2 separate regions of the Mus musculus genome follow, and region 1 is linked to region 2. The links are chromatin contacts, called in public HiChIP or PLAC-seq maps. All regions are on one chromosome and are shown on one strand. The core of a region is the stretch at or near the end of the contact, and the rest is flanking DNA. Distances in the headings are between cores, read along the strand shown.

The links. HiChIP or PLAC-seq counts read pairs in DNA pulled down with a chosen protein or histone mark.
Region 1: an H3K27ac HiChIP or PLAC-seq map of trophoblast stem cells shows a contact between it and region 2, with 12 read pairs. The contact joins two enhancer-like sites. A contact is called at or near these places in 7 of 484 Hi-C or Micro-C datasets (brown adipocytes, embryonic stem cells, palatal mesenchyme and 1 more), 6 of 115 datasets of contacts at active chromatin or transcription factors (bone marrow-derived macrophages, embryonic stem cells, extraembryonic endoderm stem cells and 1 more) and 1 of 9 other capture datasets (embryonic stem cells).

What each region holds. Positions count from the first base shown.
Region 1 is chr6:31,369,839-31,375,677 of GRCm38.p6, reverse strand. All of the region lies in intron 2 of Mkln1os (muskelin 1, intracellular mediator containing kelch motifs, opposite strand), which reads left to right. It overlaps LOC115490343 (a long non-coding RNA gene), which reads right to left. Exons shown (of 2, transcript XR_003956274.1): 1 at 3,184-5,839; 2 at 1-996. Among named protein-coding and RNA genes, the nearest start is that of Mkln1os, 26 kb to the left of the region's middle. Within about 2 kb of position 2,812, at least 42 of the 459 cell types and tissues checked have an H3K27ac peak or open chromatin away from gene starts, as enhancers often do. A contact at or near this core is called in bone marrow-derived macrophages and trophoblast stem cells, where this site is marked.
Region 2 is chr6:31,086,429-31,091,911 of GRCm38.p6, reverse strand. No RefSeq gene overlaps it. Among named protein-coding and RNA genes, the nearest start is that of Mir29b-1, 26 kb to the right of the region's middle. Within about 2 kb of position 3,726, at least 182 of the 459 cell types and tissues checked have an H3K27ac peak or open chromatin away from gene starts, as enhancers often do. A contact at or near this core is called in bone marrow-derived macrophages and trophoblast stem cells, where this site is marked.

The sequences.
Region 1 (5,839 bases), core at 1,563-4,062, 280 kb before region 2:
AGACCTCATGCTATTCAGTAGGCACTTAGGAGCAGCACAGGAGAGTTTGGCTGGAGAAGGAATATCGGTGATGTTATACAGTCATCTCAGAATAAGATAAAGGGACATGGAATCTGGGGTTTACTTAGCATCTACTGTATACTGAGCATCATGTAAACTCTACAACATGAACTGACTATTTTGATCATCCACATAGAAAGGGCAGGGGAACTGAGGCTCAGAGAAGATGAGGAAACTGCCCACTGCACACACGGGGTGACTTACAAGCATAAGTCTGCCTGGCTCCAGAACCCATGTTCCTACCTCACTAGTCAACGCTGTGTAGGATTCATCAGATATGGGATATAAATTGTTATTGCTCCTGCAGCTTTCAAAGGACTGTTTTCCCTGGGTGGTTCCGGTTCTGAGGCTCTAGTGCTTGTGGAGATGCAACGGCATTTTCTACCCCATCCATCTCTCCCCGAGTCTATTCCTAGTGTCTCCCAAATTCTCAGTTGCCCATCCTGTCTCACCATGACTGCCTGTGACTCCCTCTGTTTGTAGCCCAGATAGCCCTACAACCCAGAGCTGCTTCCCCACCCTACCCCTGCGCCTGCCCCTCTACCACGGAGCAACCAGGCCCAACAGGTACCGATGCAAGTTTCTAGCTTCTCTGTACTCTTCAACCAAGGTTAAAGGCTGTGCTACAGCGAGTTGGTTGTAGCTGGTGAGGAAGCTAACAGTGGGAACAGGTGACATGACCCAGCATGTGAGAAAAGTGATTTCTAATGGAGTGAACGTGGACCACTGGGAAACAGGAAAGGGGAAGGCCCCGAGAAGGTGAATTCCTTGTCATTCCTCCTCCCAAGACCTTATCTGAGGCATGGCTTCATCCTGTAGCAAGGTACTATTGTGCAAAGCCCCTTGTGCAGGCATACCGTCTGTCTCTCTGGCAGACCTTGTCTTCTTCTGCTTCCCTTTTCCTCTCAACTCGCCGCTGCCCCAGGATCTCATCTCCTAAATAAAACATTGGCTTAATGTCTCAGTTTGGGTTCTGTTTTTCTAGAAAACATAAACTAAATAAAATATTCAAGTTCAATTTCTCTTCATAGGACCACCGCTTCTTGGATTCGCTTGAGTGTGTTCCAAGAGATAATAGCTGATAATGATGTCATACATATATACATACACACAAAGATAAAAATAAATCTTAAAAATCATGCTGTCAGTATCAGCACGCCGAGCGGTATTTGCATATTTCCCTTAAAATGTGAAGTTTGTTTGAAAACAAAGTAAAACTATTGAATGAGACCTTGGTGCTAAAAGGAATTCAGAGCTGGGAACTCATAACTGGCTTGCTCCTGCATGCCTCATTTCCTGAGTGTCTCACAGGAGCCTTCCCTTTGCCAGGTTTGGACCCCCACATTCTCACTCGGACTATTATAATTGTTTTTTAACTTTTCTCTTTGTTTCCACACTGACTCCTGCCATCAAGTAAGTAGTCCTGGTTTTTTTTGGAGACAGGGTTTCTCTGTGTAGCCCTGGCTGTCCTGGAACTCACTATGTAGACCAGGCTGGCCTCAAACTCAGAAATCTGCCTGTCTCTGCCTCCCGAGTGCTGGGATTAAAGGCGTGCGCCACCACGCCCGGCTGTAAGTAGTCCTAAGATGGATTTTATCTTGCTCCCCATGTTTAAAAACCTTTAGTAACTTCTCATCCTTCTAAATCTACTCTTTGATGATGCTGGGACAATAACTGTTGACCCAGCTGGGCCCCTTTAAGGGACAGGGTGTGAAATAAAACTAGAGGGCATCAGCACTGAACTAAATGGCACATGGAAGGCCGGGAATGGTGGCACACGCCTTTAATCCCAGCACTTGGGAGGCAGAGGCAGGCGAATTTCTGAGTTCAAGGTCAGCCTGGTCTACAGAGTGAGTTCCAGCACAGCCAGGACTATACAGAGAAACCCTCGAAAAACCAAATAAATAAATAAATAAATAAATAAATAAATAAATAAATGGCACATGGAAGATGACAGCCACGGTCAACGGTGGCAGACACCAGGGCGGCAGCAGATGGCATGGGTGGAAGAATGAAATAAAATATAAAATAAAATAAGAAGCACCATGGAGCAAGGCCAGCAGAGGTAAGAGTCATGACAGCAAGACACCAGCAGGATATAGAAACAGCACTTCATGCTGTTTCAGCATAGCTTGTGGTCCCCTGAGTTTAGCTCTGTTGAAACAATGGCATTGCCTCTTGAGATTTTTATCAGCCCAGATCATGGCAGGAACCTGAAGTCATAATCAACTGAGGCTTTGAAAATCAGGTGGTTAGGACATATCTACAGGGCATAGGCAGAGTTATGGGTAGTTAGGGTGCTAGGCACTAGCAGAATCGTGTTAGTAGAAGCCAGGGATGAAGAGAAAAGGGAACAGAGTCCCAGAAAGAACAGGAAGTATGGCAGAACATGGCTATCACTGCTAGTGATCATGAGAGCACCCTGCTAAAGACGGGAGCCTCACTGCCTCTTCCTCCTCCTCTCTGAGATTTACTAATGTCTCCCATTCGAAAGCCCAAGGGTTAGCCAGAGGACAAAGGAAGCCAGGTGACATAGCATGGGGGTAACAGATTATCAACTACAGCCCAGGGCAGAGAAGAATATAGTCTTCCCTGTCCCCTAGTAAATGTGCACAGCCTGATTCCAGAACCCAATGGTACTTACTGCATTCCATGGCAAAAGTCGTGATTTCAGTTGAGGGTCATGAGAGGGGAGGCTTAGCCCACAATCTGGGTGGGACCTTAGTTCAGTCACACACATTCCTACAGGGAGTAGCAGGGGGAGGTTTACAACGTTGGAGGAGTCCATGTGACCACAGAAACAGATTAGACTGGAGTGGCCAGGAACCAAAGAAAGCCTGAGGCTATCACTAACTGGAAGAAACAGGAGACCGATTATCCCTGCCCCCTCCAAGCCTCAAGAGACTTTGACCCTGCCCAAACCTTCATTTTAGACTGGTGGCCTCTAGAACTGGAAGAAAAATAAAATTCTGTTGTTTTAAGTCAGCCAGTTTGTGCTAATTTGTTACAGCAGTCACAAGAAACCAACAGAGGCCAAATGGACACCAAACAGCACAGAATCTATCCACCTCAAACGGCACAGTGATGGCCACACTCCTGCTGGCTGGACACTCTTTGACCTACCTTTTATATTCCATTTGGAAGTTCTGCTGGGACCATTCACACACCTCACATCACGGCTCCCAAATCACAGCTGCCTTCATGTGCAAATGTCTTTTCTTTCAGAGAGGAGGATAACCTTCTTCAGAGCCGTCTCTCACACCTTGGGAACCCTCAACACTCCTCACATACTTCTTTAAGCAGAGTGATTGGTAAATGAAAAGGAAAACTTCCAATTGCCCATCTGTAAATGGAAAATAACAACCACTAACTTGCCTCTCGGAGGTAATGGTGGCAATGTTTCCTGAAAACAGTTCCTGTACCTGTAGCAGAAGTGATCTATCTGAAACACATTCCTACTAGAACAATTCCTTAGGAAAGAAATTACATTTCATTTTAGCAAACCCTGTATTCTACATTGAACTGAAACGGCCAGCATTTCACCCTAAGGAAGAAGAGGCCAGGGCTAATTGAGAAACAGAGGCAGGGATAGAGGGGGTATGCAATGGTAGACTACTTGTTTAGTGTGTTTGAATTCCTGAGTGTGGACAGGAATACCTGTCCACAGCACTGAAAAAAAAATCAGCAAGCACGCAGTCAAACAGACAAAATAAACACTTGAGACAGAAATACAAGTGCCAAGAAACCTTGACTCATATGATAAACACCTATTAAGGAACTATGATGCTAAAATACAGTCTATAGATGCTGAGGAAAAGCAATAAGGCATAATCCCAAATAAGCAATTATAACAAAATATGATGTTATATATGCTTGTGTGCATGTGTGTGTATACATTTGTGTGTATATGTATATGTATGCAGAAGGATGTCGGGGGTCTTCCTCAATCCCTTTCCACCATGTAGTACTGAAAAGGAGGGAGGGAGAGAGAGAAAGAGAGAGACAGAGAGACAGACAGACAGACAGAGAGAGGAGAGAGAGGGTCTAGAGAAAGGAGGGGGGTCTTCCTGAGACCCCCCCTCCACAGCTCCAATGTATGCCTTTTGTAAGAGTGAAGTGCTAGGGGATCAGAAAGAAGGGAATGGCTGACTCTAGAGACAGGAGTCTCACTCCCAAGGAGCCACTTTGAAGCTAGTGTTTTAGGATTTCACCAGGCAGAGGCAAAGTCTGGAACATTCCAAGACCAAAAGAAACAAGGGCTTGTGCAGCTGCCAGCGAACCACACCCTACTCAGTCCTATTGTATCCGCAAAGGTCTATTTTTACCGCTGTCCTCACAGCCACTTTTTAAGACAAAAGGAGAATGTGGACTAAGTCCCTTCTTTGCAATCTGGTATTTTATAGATCAAAGAAAGGAGACTCTGAAGAGGGAATGTGAAGGATGACTTCTGGTGAATCCAGAATTCTTCCAAGGAGTAGAAACTCGGGCTCTTCCCTTTCCTGGTTTCTTGAAGATTGAAGAGAGGCTGCCTTAGTGTGGCAGTAGCCAGTCCTTCCGAGCTCAGAAGGAAACAGGGGGAATGAGGACATCTCAAGCAGAGTCATTGCTTTGTGACAAACGCGCCTTGGCCAGGATGGAGGGCCCGGCTGCTTCCCCTCTGCTGACCTTTAGATCTCTCTACCGACAGCAGGCACCACCCAGCCTCTCTTCCAGTTGAGTCCTGCTAGGCCTCTGAGACCAGAGCTCGCTGCTTGTGAGTGGGAGGGAAAAACCTCTCGGGAAAGCAGCCAGGACAGAAGAAAGGTCAGCAGACACAGGGGGCGCTGGGGTCTCTGACCTCTCTGTGGAGCATCCATAGGGAAGTGGGAAACTAGAACCCCAACCTCCAGGTCCGCATCCCTGGTCTTTGTTTTCCCAGGAAGCTTCTACCTTGTAGACCCTGCCAGAAGGCCCGCGGCATTTTCATGAAGCAGCAATAACAAGGACAGAGCGTTCTAGCCTGCCGGAGCCTGCTGGCTGGTCACTCTTTCCACTGCCTTTTGTTTTCACGCATCGTTCCTCTCACTTGCGTCTCAGATTCCTCTGGGCTTTGAAAAAGCCACACAGTGACACCGCCCAGCAGGCTGCCAGGCGGCTCTAAAGGGTACCCTGTCCTAAGCATCGAGAAAGGGACCAACCACCTCCTGTCAGTGTAACTGGCAAAGGTAGGGCTTTAAGTTCCACCCTATGGACTGGCAAATCACATCCTGCTGTCTTTCAAATGCATCTCCAGTGCTGGGTGGGTGTGGTGGTCCATAATTCTAGCTCTTGAATGGCTGAGGCAGGAGGATTGCAATTTCTATATCACCTTGTCTCAAAAACAAAACAAAACCAACAACAAAACAAACAAAACCCCAACCAAACAAAAATATGTATCTGCAAGGTTTGCAGACCTTTCTTGATGATCTAAGCACAGCCAACATAGATGTGTCTGTAGGCAGTTCAGTATGAACTCTCTCATGGTTCATGTGCTAGCACTTGGTGCCAGCTGGTGGCGCTGTTTTGGAAGATTGTCAAACTGTGTGGCAGGAGCTATAACTGGCAGAGGTGAGTCTTTGAGGGTGGAGTTTTGAAGGTTAAAACCCAGCCCCCTTTCCTATTAAGCTCTCTGCTTCCTGGCCAGCCAGAATGTGAATAATCTGCCAAAGCCCAACCAACAGCAATGCCACGGTCTCCCTTCCATAACGGGCCATAGTGCCTGAAACCATGAACCAGCGTAAATCTCCCCTCCCTTAAACGG
Region 2 (5,483 bases), core at 2,477-4,976:
AGACCCGTTACAGTGTGGCAGGGAGGAGAGTAAGATGAACACCCTAGGTAAGCAGGCCACTACCAAGTAACAGTGACGGTTCTATGTAGAACATTCTAGACCACGTGCAGGTATCATGTCACTGAAATAGGGGATGCTTTTTGCTTGAAGATTGAAAGGACACCCAGGCTAGGGAGACTCCCAAGCGCCGCCTTAGACAACCTGCTTGGCGGGGACCAGAGGAAGGCAGACTGATGGGAGCCAGGGTGGATGCGGCTGAGCAAGTTCAGAGAGAGAAGAACCGCATGAAGCTTGATTCTGTCCCTAATCTGCAGAGCTGCTTGCTGGAGGAGCTTTTCTGGAGACCAAATGCACAAGAAAAGAAGGGTTCTTCCTTTTCAGGCCTGGATGAGGCAGGGGGCCATGCCTAGCTCACACTAACACCGCTCACTCGTGCTTCCCAGGGGTGAATGGGCACCGGACAGATTGAAGCTTCTAGCTTGAAGCCTCAGTCTAACTCTGTCACATCCTCGAGCAGGGATGTAGATGTGAAGGGCCAGATTTAAATACCAACACAAGTTGACTGCGAAGCCCCCCCTTATCCATCCTGGTTGAAAACAGGTCCTCTGAATCCTTCTCTCCGAGTTAGCATCACTGATCTAGCAGGCAAAGTTTGTAAGGCCCACGGAGCTGTTTACTGTGGACAGACTGACCTACCTGGTCATCTTAAACTTGTTAGTGTGTAGTAGTTAAACTTTCTAGAAAGCTGCATTGGCAAGTGACAAAAGCCACACTGTGGCTTTAAGGCAATTCCCATAATGCTCTGCCACTCTCGGCGCACCTCATGGAGGTGGCTGGCGGGCTCTGGGGCACAAGTCAAGGTCACCCTCCCATGGCTTTTGAGTGCCTTGTCCACCGCCCACTGATTGGCCAACCTTAGGTACGTCCCCAAGCTCCCTCTGTTTCCTTATCTCTAGGATGGGGTAATAGTGGCCCTTAGCCTATAAGGTTGCCCAGAAAATTGCTTGAGTAGAGCACGAGGCAGGCCTGTGTGTCACCAGATGATTAAACTGGCCTAATTAGGTCGGGTGGCCTGCCTGAGAGCAGATTCACAAAAGGAGCTGGACCCCAGAGCTTGTGTCCTACCCAAATGTCCTACCACTGTGTCTCCTGTCCCGTAAAGGCACAAACACAACGGGTTCACTTGTTTCCGTTGTTTGAAGGAGAACTTTGAGTAAATGTTACGCAGACGGAGCACTTTTGTGTCAGGGTTTTATTTTGTTTGAAGAGGGTGGACTCTGTACACTTGTATGGTATCCACAACAATGCAAGTGGCAGGAAGATGTGAAGCAGCCTCGGGATCCAGTCACATTTGGAGTGTCCAGCCATAGGGCACCCACCCAAGTGAGCACATCTCTCAAGGACAGCAGTGACCTCCAAAGCCACCATCTGCTTGGCATGTGTCCCCTGTGCCCCTCCTTAGCTTCTGCTTCATGGCCTTCTAGTTTGGCTTTATGTTCCCTTCCCCCCTATCCAATACTTCAGGACTGACCTCCCAGGACTGTTCCGTCGGCAGTCAGAGAGGACGGGACTAGCCACACGCACCACCCTTGAGATTTGAACCTGGTATGTGTGTGACACTAGGGGAGGGAGGCTTCCTGTTGGCAAGATGGGAAATGAGCTATCCAAGCATTTGAGCAGTGCTCAGAATACCAGTCAACGTCCTTCCTCCCACCAGCATAGCAGCAGCAGGACTTGTAGACTCATGCTCTCTCACTGAGGACAACCATAAGGTCTCAAAGGTGAGGGCAGCAGGGTGAGTGTGTATTCTCATCTCCAGTTATAACTGGTGAAATATGTTCACATTATGCAAATGGTTCCCAGTATCAGTCTGATGGCCTGTGGATATAGCCCCATAGAGAGCGACTTGCCTAACCTGTGTGAAGCCCTGAGTCCAGTCCCCAGTGCTGCCAAAGGCAAGCAGCAGCAACATCAACAACATGACCATTTGTAAAAATGTTCAAAACAGCATGTCCCTTCTTAGTATCCAAAAACAAGAAAGAAGAGAGTCAGGCCAAAACATCCAAAGGCGCTGAAACAAAACCAGGAAGGACTTGCTCTGTCTCTACTCCGAAGTTGTCGATTGCAGAGGCTTGTGTACCCTCCTCTGGCATTGACACACACCCTCCCCCCACCGGTTCCCCCCACCCTCCCCTCACCCAGAATGAAGGCTCATTCTCAGCTGGACCATGTAAGGCAAGGGCGAGCTCTTAGGAAAAGGCTGCCTTTCTCCAGCATGCATGGTGTCCTCAGAAAGAAACCCTGCCACGACTGATACTCTACCTTCCCCATGCATCTGAGCAGCCTGCCGTCAGGAGCTCCTATACCCTTCTTCCTGGCATAAACTAATAGGTTTGGCAAAACACCAAACACCATACTTCAATGGCAGCTTCAAAGGACACCTTAGTGTTGGATGACGTGTGCGCTGCTGTTAACGTGACTGTCCCATAAACGGCTCTGAAAATGGTTCCTTCTACGAACCTAGGGAGTGGCAGTAGACTCTGTTTAATGCCATCTGGGAGGAAAGAGGATTTCATGTTTGAAATTTGGGAATAAACAAAACCAACTTTCTCTCTCCTGCAAGGGTTAATGCTCCAGTCAGCTTCAGATGGGTTCTCTTGAGTCTTACAATTGCTTTTCTGGTCACGCACTCAGAAGGTCTAAGCATTTGTGGATCTCACCCTCCACCCCCACCCCAAATGCTATTCTCTTTGGCAGTCTTAATTACACAGGGGTTGGGAAACCAAATTAAAACTAGGCGTGGCTGGGTAAACAGCGATCACATTGCAGGCTTTTAGCTTTGCTCTTGGGGCTGTCTCTCCTTCCCGTAGCTCTGCTTTGCACTTCGTATTTTCCTGAAGGAAATAGCATGGGGTCTTTTGGAAATAGTCACAGGAAGTGGGACTCGGTGGCTGGTTACTCACCAGCCGCGGAGTCAGTCCTGACAGGTGGCAAATGCTGCTGCCTCCCTCCTGATTTATGTGAAAATAGCCCCGAGAGGCAGCCATGAGGGTGGGTGCACAGCCCAAAGGGCTTTTTGTCCACCGTGGCTTTCACGAGGAGACTGGTCATGGCGTGTCATCTGGATTGGGGGGGGGGGTGTGACTCAGAGCTGAGCTGGGGTCGCTCCACACACGTGGTAGCCACCGTGGGGTTTCTGCTCAGTTCTCAGAGTGCAGGCGGTCTCCTAAAAATGATCTCTCCCTCCCACCCCCAACAGCCGTCCTTTCTCAGTGAGTCACTTCCAGAAATGAATAGCCGCAGATTTTGGAATGAGCATTGTGAAATCTCTCGTTTATAATGGCAGGTTTTCAGTTGGTGGCTTGATCAGACATTTTCTCAAGATGAAAATGAGACCTTGTCTTTAAAAAGAAAAGAAAGTAAGTAAGCCCTGTGGATTCAGAAAGCAAAAGTCTCCCACTGAAGAGCTGTCACAGCTGACCTAGCCCTGTGTGTCGAGCTGTGTGTCCTTAGATCTGCCTGTTTGGATGAGTTCTTGGAATTACGGACCTCTCAGCAGTAGTAGCTGGTGGTTTCCAATGCAGAAGGTTACTATTTGAATCAGCTCTCCTCTGGGTGAGTAGGTGGTAGTTTCCCAAGGTGTTCAGCAACTTGAGCCGTGGATTTAAAAGACTGCTGGCAGCTCTTACACACTTCTGCTTCCTGAAGCCCAGTGGATGGTTCTGCCGAGCAGCAGGAGGACCCTGGGGTGTGTTTGAACAGTGTGGATGATTGAATTACCACTCTGTCTTCTGAATATGGAGATCTTTTGAGGAGGAGAAGGTATTTTTGCAGAAGGAAGTGGTTTTATTTGTTTTAGGGGGAGCTTTCAGAGGGGTAACTATTGGGTTTCTGTTTTAAGCACTAAGACCCTTCTTTGGTGTGAAGGAGATAAATGACTTAGGGTCTTAACAGAGAAGTTTTTCTGTAACTCTGAGGAAGCTGTATGGCACTACTAGCAGTAGCCTCTGTCCAAGGAGGATGCTAACCCCAGCAGAGACTGACTATCTGACAGTACCCACTCTGGGTCTGCCAGGCCCCATGGGCTCCTGGGTTAGTGGGAGCACTTTGTGCAGGGCAGAGAGAATGAGCCCAGTTACTGGAAGCGGGGAGTGTAGCTGCAGGGATTGTTCTCTCAAGTGGATCAGTTGTTTGACCTACTGACTCATTTCGTAGGAATTGGGAAAACAACCTAATGTGGTTTTATTGTCGCTGTTCAGGACTGCAGGGTCTCAGCCTGGGATTGTGATGGGCTGGAGGAAGGTGCTGCTAGCATTCATGCTTTCTGCTGGCCCGCTCTTGGCTCTCCTGTGGAATTCAGTCCTCTGCTTCCAGGACAAGCCCAGCCTGCACTTGGGGATCCTTGGGTGACCGTTCAACCGTGAGTATTTTTTTTGAAGCTCACTGATTCTTGCTTAAAAACTTATAAATGGCATTTCATCAAAGGAAGAGCTTCAAAGAACTATCTTTGCTGGTTGTCGTGTGTGTAACACATTTCACATTTACTATGAAGAGGACTCTGTGTGTGATCCTGACTACAGAAGCACACATGACCTACAGATAACCATGGGAGCTAAGAATTAAGATTTTTTTGTTTGTTTTTATAGCATATACATAAAAATGAAGTTGTAGTTTTATTATTTAAAGCGAAACGTGAGGTAGATCCGTAAGATGCACATTTGAGGAAGTGACATGTCTGTGTGCAGAGACTTGTGATTCCTGGTGCTTTTCTTTCTCACCAGTGCTAGTAAATAAACCTCAGAAGAGAACAAAGAAAGTGCTTTGGTCCCGTGTAAGAGCAGACTTAGAGAAGATAGCCCTGAAGATGTGTATGCTACTCTCTGGGTTAGCTGTGCTGACTGCCTCCTCCTGATCCCATGTCCAGATCATATCCTTAATTAGTGTAAGGGATGCTTGTTAGGTGACGGCTGTGGGCGTTCTTACTCTCCCACCAAGGGGCTGAGTAGAGGGTACAGTCTATTGGGTCATGTCTGTTTAGTATACTGTTATGTCCTAACGCTGCAGAGTTAGAGTTATCAATCTGTTCTAGATTCTAGCCCTCCCTCCCCACCCCCCACCCCAAGATGCTGATAGAAGCCACGAATCCTTTAACCACGTCATTACACTTTTGCTTGCACATGGAGGCATCCACAGAAATGGAGACCCCTCTCCAGATGCAGCAGGTATAGGAGGCTGGGTTGCACTCTCAGGGGGTTGGGGGGGGGGGGGCTTACCCTTCTGGGCAGTTAGACTTCCCAAAGAACTGCTGTTAAAAGCAGGAAACAGCCAGGCCAGAAGTCACTCCATGTGGCTGCTGGGTGGAAATACAGAGCCAGAGGAAAAGACACAAGGGTGGAGAACACACGACTAAGTAAGTAATAGAGAGTGGTTGATACCCTCAGGATGGTCACGTGTGGAGCCCAGAATCCCTGTCCGATTAGCCA